Regions from separate parts of the Triticum aestivum genome. Here region 1 is linked to region 2. Evidence: chromatin contacts called from public Hi-C data. All regions are on one chromosome and are shown on one strand. The core of a region is the stretch at or near the end of the contact, and the rest is flanking DNA. Distances in the headings are between cores, read along the strand shown.

Evidence for each region. Hi-C and Micro-C count contacts between places; a contact is called where the count stands out from the background.
Region 1: a contact with region 2 is called in a Hi-C map of leaf, with 4 times the contacts expected there. The contact joins the promoter of LOC123162586 here to the promoter of LOC123155978 in region 2. A contact is called at or near these places in 2 of 5 Hi-C or Micro-C datasets (both in leaf).

Annotation. Positions count from the first base shown.
Region 1 is chr7B:155,439,900-155,445,451 of IWGSC CS RefSeq v2.1, forward strand. LOC123162586 (proteasome activator subunit 4) reads left to right here and starts at 3,818. Exons shown (of 35, transcript XM_044580359.1): 1 at 3,818-4,164. The coding sequence starts at 4,004.
Region 2 is chr7B:155,032,278-155,037,726 of IWGSC CS RefSeq v2.1, forward strand. LOC123155978 (ERAD-associated E3 ubiquitin-protein ligase HRD1) reads right to left here and starts at 3,419. Exons shown (of 8, transcript XM_044574151.1): 1 at 3,111-3,419; 2 at 2,346-2,953; 3 at 1,297-1,473; 4 at 1,065-1,214; 5 at 767-972; 6 at 500-635. The coding sequence starts at 2,878.

The DNA.
Region 1 (5,552 bases), core at 2,568-5,067, 410 kb after region 2:
ACCACTTGAACAAAAATGCCCAAATTTTAAACCATATGCAGGGTCAATGTACTTCAGGTTTTCATATCCACAACACATATACTACCTAAATTCCTAATGGACAAGGCAATGTACTACACAAATTTAACACCATGATTCAAATTATAGTAATCAGGGCCCTCCATAAATGGGCAACTTTAAGGAAAGACCCTCCTTTTTACAACCTCCCCTAAATCCAAACCAGTACAAACCCTAGCTCGGCATCTAGAATTCACGAGGAAGATGTTAAGCCCCGAAAAGTTGAGCATCAAACCCTTAGGATTTCCCCAAGCCGGCTGCATGGCCGAGGAGATAGTTTGCATGTGAAGGGTATGAAGCTCTAATACCTTTTGGAGAGGAACGCTCGGGATCGGACAAATCGATGTCATTTGTATCATCCACGACAAATGCCTTCGTCTCGGCCATGGTTAGGCACAACCGGGCCATAAAATCCTTGCCCCTAACACTCAGACTCACTGTTTTCGTTGCCGGCAAATTTGATGTTGCGATTGTCACGCCCTTTCCCATGAGGGCTGGATTCATGGGGGTTCCAACACTGCTCGGGCTCGGGGAATCCTTCGCCCCACAAAGCATCCACCCCAACGTTCTTTGCATCATCCATCAACCCAAAACGGAAGCCTTCGGAAAACTAAGATCACCCCTTGATCACCCCGAGTCGCAATGAGGGAGAGAGCTAGCCGTCCAGACAAAGAAGCGGGGAAGGAGTCATAGTGAGGGAGCGAGCTAGCCGAGCAGATGGGAGCCGCGGGTAAGGAGGAATAACTCAGATGTTTTTTTAAAGATTAGATGTAGATCACACTCTCCGATGGAGTTCTTGTCCATGAAGCCATTGGTCGCCAGATTGCCGTGAAACCGTAGGAGACGAAACATTTTACTTCTTTAATACTCCTTCCGTCCCACAATATAAGAACACAAAATATAAGATCATAGGAGTACTTTGTAAAATATCTAGTCACCTATTTAATTACCATGAGTATGTATTATATATACTTACTAAAGCATGAGATCTGTATCATAATTTAAGCGGTGAGTATGATAATTGATTGTTAGTTTACACTCTCACAAGTACAACCTTAAGAGCATATTTAAGCGGAGCCCCATATCCTTCCTAAAGCCGGGCAGCCTGCCCGGACAACAAGTTACCAACCAACTCGACCACACATACTCATCCCAAACGTCCGGGCTAACCGGCACTCTCATACACAACCATATGTGGGGTGAACATGGGAGCGCCCAGATGCGTCCGCCATGTTAGAGCCGACCTATGCTGGCCCACCCCGACCTCACATAAATGCGTCCCTATCCACATCTTGGACCTATCTACATCTTGGACCAAAGTGTAGCCACACCACTTTACTTTTAGTCCGCCTCAAGTTCCTCTCTGACAATCTTCGATCTTCTCCGGTATGACGAGCAACGGTCAAACTCCAAGATCTCTGGATCTGTTGAGAGCTCGTCTAATGTCGAACCAGGAGGAGTTGGCCACTGGGAGCCAATATTTATTTTTAGGGTCCGACTATGTCACATCTAAGTTGACTTCATCATCTGTTTGTGCCCCCTGTACTGCTTTCTTTGTATTTTTTAAATAGTATATACACAAGAAAGCTGCCATGATTCACGTACAGCTACACGCTAAAAAAAGTTTGGCCGTGGCCGCTCGAACAAATAAAAGCTACGCATGCACACTACTGTAGATCAATCAATGCGCTTACTTGTGTGCTTGGTTTGAGGGTGAACTTGCAATTGGAAGAACTTGAGGGTGGACTTACAACTGGGACAAGTCCACCCTCAACTCATAACTTGGGCACAACCTTTATTTGTCCCAGTTGCAAGTCCACTCAACCGGGGCCCAACTTTTTTTGTCTCGGTTGCAAGTCCACCCTCGACTCGCAACCGGGGCCTATGCTTTTCTCTCCCAGTTGTAAGTCCATCTTCGACTCGCAACTCGGGCCGCCCTTTTCTGTCCCAGTTGCAAGTCCACCCTCGACTGGCAACTGGGGCCAGATCTTTTTTTTGTCTCAGTTGCAGGTCCACCCTCGACTCGCAACTGGGGCCTGACAGTTTTTTCTTCCAGTTGCAAGTCCATCCTTGATTCGCAACTGGGGCCCGACCTTTTCTTGTCCCGGTTGCAATCCCACCCTCTACTCGTAACTAGGAGCCGACCTTTTGTTTTCTCCCAATTGCAAGTCCACCCTCAACTCGCGACTTGGGGGGTCGTTGGCCCGTACGTGAGTTGAGGGTGGACTTCCAATTGGGAGAAAACAAAAGGTCAGCTCCTAGGTACGAGTTGAGGGTGAGACTACAACCGGGACAAGAAAACGGCCGGGCCCTAGTTGCGAGTCAAGGATGAACTTGCAAGTGGAAGAAAAAAATTGTCGGGCCCGAGTTGCGAGTTGAGGGTGGACTTGCAACTGGGACAAAAAAAGATCCGGCCCTAGTTGCGAGTCGAGGGTGGACTTGCAACTAGGACAGAAAAGGCCAGGCCCGAGTTGCGAGTCGAAGATGGACTTGCAACTAGGAAAGAAAAGTATAGGCCCCAGTTGCGAGTCGATGGGTGGACTTGCAACTGAGACAAAAAAAGTCGGGCTCCAGTTGCGAGTCGTGGGTGGACTTGCAACCGGGACAAAAAAGAGGTTGGGCCCAAGTTACGAGTCGATGTTGGACTTGCAACTGGGACAAAAACAAACTATAGGCCCAGTTTCGTGTCGATGATGGACTTGCAATTATGACTACACAAAATTACGATATCGGTTGCGAGTCAATTATGAATGCAATTGAGACAACTATAAAAGCCCTAGTTGCGAGTCAAAGATGGAGTTGCAACTGGAATAAAAAATCAACTATGGTCCCTGTTGAATTTCAATGTCTTTGGACTCCGATTTAAGGAAGGTTTTCAAGAAAAAATTGGAGAAAAAAACTACATAGGAATTGGGCCGGATGAAAAAGAAAAAATAGAACAAAGAAACTGAAGAAAAAAACACGTAAATGTTCTATGCACAAAACAAAAAAGAGACAAGACAAAAGAAAAAGAAAAAAAACAATAAAAAAAGTTGAAAGTTGCACATGGTGGGCCACTAGGCCTCTCGCACAAACACCATGCTTCCGACCAAAAAAATCTAAGAATAATAGTTGAAAAGTTGGAAAGTATGCTTAAAATGCAATGTAAAAACAAAAGGCAAAACTTCTGGTAAAAAGGATGGGAATGCGAGGGGTAGTGAGTAGAGAGTGTCGAACAGGAACAAAAGACATGAGGAAAAACATGCTGGCTCTATCATTTAATTCTCATGGCAGCCCACTGAAAAAAAGAAGCATATCTCTACATAGATCGGACCCAAACAAAGACAAAGAACAAGCCCAGACGAAAAAAGCAACCCAGACTCAAGTCAAAAACAACAACACGCTGCACATGCATGAAAACGGTGAAACAACTAGCGATCATAAAATTCATCTAAAAGAACTAGCGATTAAAAAAAGACTAGGGATCACATCTAGATTCAACGGTTTTGGACTTAGATGTGTGATAAGCACTTCTGGTGATAAGTATTTCACATCTACTAGATGTGAAATAGTAAAACCGTTCTTTTTGAGCCACAGCCTTAACCAATAATCGACAACCATGTTAAATAAAAATAATAATCGACAGTCATACTTGACCTCTAAGAAGAAACTAGAGAGTTTCAGAAAAAAATATTGAAGAGGAACTCGAGAAGTCCACCGTACACCAGGTCCACGCAGCCCCAGAGCCTGCGTCACTGATAACAGCAGCGCCCCCCTGCCTTGCCGCGGAGCACCGGTCGCCGAAGTCGCCCTCTGGCCTCTCTGGTCGTCGTCTCCCCCTCGCCCCCGCTCGTCTTGGGGGCGAAGAAAGAACCCGGCCGCTCATAAATACCCTCCCCGATTAAACCCCAAGCAGAAACCCACCACCCATTTCCGCCTCGCTTCGCTTCGCAAGCACACAGCGGCGATGCATCTCTACAACGCGTGGCTGCCCCCGGCGGTGGCGGATGCCGCGCGGGGGGAGGCGGCGGCCTTCGCCGGCGCGGTGCGGGCGGCCAAGGACGCGTGGCGCCCCGACGACCCCGACTCGGCCTACGCCACGCTCAAGTGGATCTCCGTGTTCGACCTGTAATTCCCTCGCGCCCTTTCCTCCGTACCGATTCGATTCGATTCGATGCGGTGCGATTCGATTTGCTTTTGGGATTTTATATGGACAATCGCCGGTCGCGTTGCTCACGTAATCTGGAGAGGTTTTGATCGGTTCCATTTCCATGACTGTGTGAAGGGTTAGCTTGGGGCTCGCGGTTGTGGAATTGTTGGCTGCGTAATCCCAAGCATCAAGCATCCACTCTCTGGAGCTTGTTCGGCTAAGCCGTGAATGGGATGAGCTCTTTTACGATGCAGTCCACCACTGTAAAACACAGTCAGAATTGGTTGCCCTTGGTGTACATTTATGGACTGTCACTGTGTTTTTGGGTAAAACACTTGCCACAAGGCTCACGGCCTAAGCTCTAATACCAAGCTCGTTTCTGAGCTTTGCCTGCCCATTTTTAGCATCTTAACAAAAGTTTTGATGATTAATTAGTTCATGAGGTGCTAATTAGCTACTACGAACTCTTTTGGGCACTAGCATGTAGCGGTGTCCGTCATATGTAATTGGTGGATCAGATTGAGGGATGCCAGGAGGCAGGGTCCATCTGAAATTATCTCTCTCGGTCTGTCAGTGGTTTGTTTGCAAATACTGAAGCGTTAGGGTCTGTTTGTAAATATTTATTTATGCTTTCTTTTGAATATAATCAGTGCAAATGCCATCTAATAGACTGTGACCCACCTGATTAGTTAGCATGTTAGTACCCAAAGGTGGATATACACTATATTCTGCCCCTTTGTATATTTCGATTTGAATGATTTTGTTACAGTTGGATAAAGTTGTCTTCAACCTGTGCCTCTGCACAGCAACTCCAAAACATATAAATTCTAAAATTGTCGTTGTGACATTTGATTTGTAGGAAGTACAACTGTAGAAAAACCTAAGGTTCCTGTAAAAGTATTTCAATTCAAGATATGGAACAGTTACTTTGGTTACATACGGTAGAGAAAAGCAATCATATCGCTTCAATTCAGTTTCTATTTAGATAGATTTTGAACGTGCATGTGTGCTTTAAAGTTAATTTATTTTGCGAGAAAAGCTGTATTATATATTTATATTACACTGTATGCTTTTGCAATTGTGTTATAGCCTGTCTCATTCAGATTTACATGCAATGTTCTGCCCAAGTTGTGTTTTCTAAAATTATACTGGGTTGTGATATTAATACTCTGGATTGATCTGTGAAGTAGTATTATAACGACTATGACTTATTAATTGGGCATGTGTTTTATGAGTAAAATATAGAATTTGTTTTGTTGATGGGGCTAATGAATTAAACTGCAAAGTTGATGGGCTACATATGAGATCTAAGACACAAAATACTCCCTCCGTCCGAAAATACTTGTCATCAAAATGGATAAAAGGT
Region 2 (5,449 bases), core at 2,169-4,668:
GGTTCCCACTTTCCCAGGCCCAAAAAAAAGTAGAAGGCGGTGTTAGTGTTTTCCCAGGCCATGCATCCATCCCCATTTTTGCCGTTGTGCACTCTTTGGGTCAACCACTTCAATTAGACAACCACAGTGCAGAAACATAAAAATGGCGCGACCAAATGCAAAGGACTAGTGGCAAAAAGAAAATTGCTCCAAAGTGTGTATACTTGTCACGGAAAAAAAAACAAGTTCTACCAATTGTTATCCACTATATTAAACCACCATCAAAATGGCACGGGCAAATTAAAAAATTATTAACTAAACTGGCAAAAATCGCAGATATATTCCAAGTCAAAAGTGTCATAGCTGGCAACTGAGAGATCAAAGATCTAAGAACTATGGAAGTTGCAAATTTAATCTATGGAAAAAAAGAGCCATCATTTATTATCATAGCTAATGGATCTCTAGCATAATCATAAAGAGCTTCACATTTTAAAGTTTAACCTATTCCAGAAAAACATACCTATTCAAAGTGTTCACTGGAGGATAAGCAAATGATCTCCCATACAAGGAAGCAGCTGAAGCAGCAGCCTCAAGTTTTAATTGACGCATGTTCACGTTCTCAGTTGGTGCTCCTCCTGAACTTGGAGTACCAGTGCCTGCACCGATTTTCCTTGCATTGAATTAGGATTGACATACAAAACTGGTTGCATAATGTACTACTGACTGATAAAAATGGTTAAATGGGAAAGTACAATTCAAAAACTCAGACCAATGAAGAGAAGCTCACCAGGCTGAACTCCAGGTTGAGCTCCATGCTGTTGTGCTGATGCTGCACGTCCATTATCTGGGGGGATAATTGGAGCTCTACATGTTGGGCAAGTATGTTGGCGCTGTAGCCATGACCTCAAACAATGTACATGGAACAAGTGCCCACAAAGCAGCTTCTTTGCTGTGGTCATCTCTTCACGGCAAATAATACATGTGACATCACTCCTGAATATATAAAGAATCTAAATCATAAACAAGTTCGATTGCTGAATCAGTAAATCAACCAAAACAGTACCAATGAAACTAAATGTACTCACGCATCGAGCTCATCTGGTGTAGCATCTGGAAAGCGTTCATTCATGTTGGAAGTCACCTTTCTGTAGCGCACATAATCTGAAATGCGAATTCTGAAGTTGCGGAAGGTCTCATACAGCTCACGAATCAAGTGCAGTGGGACACCATAGTTCCTGATATCAAAATAACAGATCAGCCTTAGAAGTTCGAACTACAAAATCCTAAGGGGAAAGAACATTTTATAAAAGAACTTACAGGAAGATCGCTATGAAGAATAGCATATATAAAGACAAGTGCACAAGGTCGCTGATAAGCTCCAAATAAAATGTATACACTGCTTTATTCTCCCATTGACCTTCCGCTAGCATGTCGCTGACATAGAATACATACTTCACGAATGTCGATACTGTCGATGTTGCCAGTATCATATACCTAAAACATGTTTTGCACATGTGTGAGCTACCATGAATCTCAATGTCTAGAAATAATACATCAGTAATCATCTGCAGATATTAAGAATAATAGAACTATTATAACCTGAAGTAAATAACGCAAGATTAATCATCAGCTCAATATGGTAGGTTTCTCGGGGTATAACTCAATATGGTAGTAACCTTGCCTGAAAGGCATGTCCCGTGCTTTAAAAAGCAATAATCAACAAAGAAATTCCATAACTGGTGAGATTTACCTCAGTTTAGACAACTGATCAAATGATTGGCACTGCTTTCACTTAAATGTATTGCTTAAACTTAGAAGAAGAATTCAACAAGTTCCTGGACTCAGATTTTGACAAATGACAATCATAACATATAAATGAAAGGATAATAGGCTTGATGTGGTAAACATACAAGAAAAACTATCCATGGTCTAGTGGATGCGCAAAATGAAATGTTAACTGTTGAGTGCCATAGCGTTAGAAGTTGCTAGATAAAATCGATGGCAAACATTACTTAAGAATGAGTAACAAGTAACATGTCATCCTACTAGTGCGTCTTCAAGCATATATATAACAAGAAATTCTGGTGTTTATCTGTGCTGTGCTGCATGTTTATTGAAAACTATCCACTTCAAATTCACACACGTTATATTAATCTGTCATATCATGAAAGAGGGGCTTTCCAGGAACAGTTCGCATTTTTCACTTCCACCCTTAGGTATACAACCAAAGCATGCCCTCCATATTTGAGATCAAACAGCTGATGCTTTTTTTTCAATTTGATCAGATGGATACTATTTGAAAGGTCGCGTGGCATAATAAAGATGCTATATTGCAAGCAAGTAAAGAGTGATTTATGAAAACTTACTCAAAGGAAAAGAAGATTGCAACAGATGCCTCCCGCTTCTGTATCAGCGACCCCAGCGAGTTCGCCAGGAAGAGGCAGTCGACGACAAGAAGGAATAGCATGAAGGACACGATCCTTATGTGCGACAGCATTGGCACGGAGGGTGTGGTCTCAATGTACTCGACCCTCTTCTGCGCAAGCCAGTGCAGAGCCTTGACGAGGAGCAGGGCGGCGACCATGGCGAGGAAAGAGACGGAGAAATCCTGGCGGAAGATGGTGACCGCGAAGAGGATCTCCACGACCTCACGCCACGACTGCTCGTTGAGCCGCTCGACCTCGGCCTCCCGGAGCGTCCCCAGGAAGACGCGCTTCACGAGCTGCCAGGCGACGCACATGGCGACGAGGCCCGTGTTGAGGAGCAGCACGAAGCATATCTTGGAGGTGGAGAGGTAGACCATGGCCGGGTAGAACTGCTCCCTGCTGCTGAACGCATAGTACACCGACGTTATCGTCGCCAGCAGGCTGAACACGGCGTACGTCTGCAACCGGATCATCTCGGCCGCCGCCCTCGGCGAATCCCCTCGCGAAAAATTCCGCCGGAAACCCTACGCGCGCCACCAGCGGATCACCTGGAGCAGAAAGCGAATATCAGCGGCCCGATCCGCAAAAGTTCTCTCTCGAATTTTGCGCAGATTGGGAGGTGAATCGAAGAGACGCGGCGCGCGAATCCATGCCCTAGGCGAGCAGGCTGCGTCGGAGTGCGGTAGCGTGCTCGTGGTGGCTTACCGATGCGAGGCTGGGGGGCGGTGCCGGAGTGAAATCTCGTCCCGGGATGCGGCGGCGCCCCTATCCGGATTTCGTACCCTTGTGATAGGTTGGATTGGGAGAAACTCTAGGCTGTGGGAGGGGAGATAGCATCAAGGTATTCCACCTGCGAGGACCATGTGAGTGAATTGGGTGCGGGGAGGAAGAGGGGGCGTGTTCGCTCGGGGAGAAGGGGGGTCTGCACGCCGGCTGCGAGGGAGGTGCGCCGGTGGACATGCGTCCTCGTGCCAGCACGGCGGTGGCGTGTCGCTGGCCAATGGGCGGCATCCACGTGTAGAAAAGACGTGTCATCTTCGGTCTTGTTTTTCTTTTTAATTTCTTTTTTCGTTTTTGAGGGGCTCAATCTTCGGTCACTACTCACTAGGGACCGGCAGGGAAAAATGAAGATATGAACCTCTACACTTGCCCAATTAATGTGGCAGGGTAAATTAGCGTCATGTGGATAGATTAGGAAAACAAATATTTCCCACTTTGGATATTTGGCTTCTCAAAATTACCGACCTTAAGAGTTCCATGAATTCCTAAAGTTTAGGATTTAATAACCGTTACAACATCCTAATCATCTGCTAAAACATCTAGTAGGTAATTGGCTGAACGTAAGAATACCTTGATTGCCCCGGTCATCGGAGACAAACGTGACGACCCTTGCCTGCTTGGAGCAGACATGGTGAAGGACCGCTGCAATCATCCGGGAAGTAGATCTGATTGCCCTGGTCATCGGAGACGAAGGTGACGAACCTTGCCTGCTTGGAGCAGAGTAGACATGGTGAAGGATCACTGCAATCATCTGAGAAGTAGATCTGTAGATGGCATCAGAAAGTCATCGGCACAGCCTTGCGGTGGCCGGCGATGGTGGTTGGTCTTCTGATCTCCTTTTACACTCTTTTTAAGATCGGCATTTGAGAATAGATGAACTTAATCAATACGCGCGCCCAAAAGGGCGGGTTGAGTGGCGCTGGCGTGTGGGTAGGTGGGGCAAATGGCGATGGCGGTTAGGTACGCGTGTGTGTGCGCGCCCAAGGGGCGGGTTGAGTGGCGCTGGAGCGTGGGGTAGGTAGGACAAATGGCGATGGGGGTCGGGTATGCGTGTGTGTGCGCGCCCAAGAGCGCGGCTTGAGTGTTACTGGCGCGTGGGGTAGGTAGGACAACTGGCCGACGGGATCAGATACACGTGTGTGTGTGTGTGTGCGCCCAAGGGACGGGTTGGGTGGCGCTGGCGCTTGGGTAGGATGGGGCAATTGGTGATGGCGGTCAAGTACATGTGTGTGGTGCCCAAGGGGCGGTTTCGCGTGGCGCGTGTGGGTAGGTGTGGCAAGTGGCAATGGCGATCAGGTACATGCGTGTGTGCGCGGCCAAGGGGCGGGTTGAGTGGCGCTGGCGCGTGGGTAGGTGGGGCAAGTCGCGATGACGGTCAAGCAGAGCGAGCAGGCAACAATCGAGTGGTGCGAGCAGTCACAACAATCGGGTTGGCAGCACAAAGAAGTATTCTTACTGAAGATGATGAAAAAACTGAGAGGGGAGAGGGGTAGTGGCGAAAAGATTTGTATATATCCGTAAGTTTAGCATTTTTGTAGCCGGACATTCTTAGATATGTAAAATTGGCCTTTTTTCTGGTGCCTATAAAAGACGACCCGGTAATAAAGGGGCAAATGGGTTGGATGGCAATTTAGCTAATCCATCTTTGAAGTGACAATTTTGATAAGCCACAAATTCAAAGTGGCAAATATTTGACTTTCTCCTAAATAAACCCATCCCAGATAACAGATTAATTTTCGAAATGAAATATATGTTTGAGTTCACATTTTTTTTATTTCGTTTTGAAAATTGTGCAGAATCACTGACCCTAGATAATAGATTATTTTCCGAAAAGAAATACAATTTTAATTCACATTTTTAGTTTGTTTCTAAAATTGCGTAGAATCACGATTACCCACCATAAATGAAGGTTGAACAATGTGACATATGACGCCCATTAATCAAGAAAAATAGTCTTACCTAGATCAAGAAGTGACAACTTGGTTTCGAGGGTTGTCCCTGGTTGTTGCATCACCCCAGAATGTTGCAAAAATTAAGACTTGTGTGTATGTTTTCTTATTTGCGAGAACTTCGTTTGGTAATTTGAACTACCATAAGAAAGATCAATACTGTGTGAAAGTGTTCGTTTGCTCTGTTTGCTCGTTAGTTCAAACGCTAGTACAGTTTGGTACTGGTCGTCTTTTGTAGCCGCCGTCTCCTCCGTCTCCTCCACAAAAGCTAGGGTTTTTGCCTCCCGCCGCCGCCGCCGCCGCCGCAGGTCCATC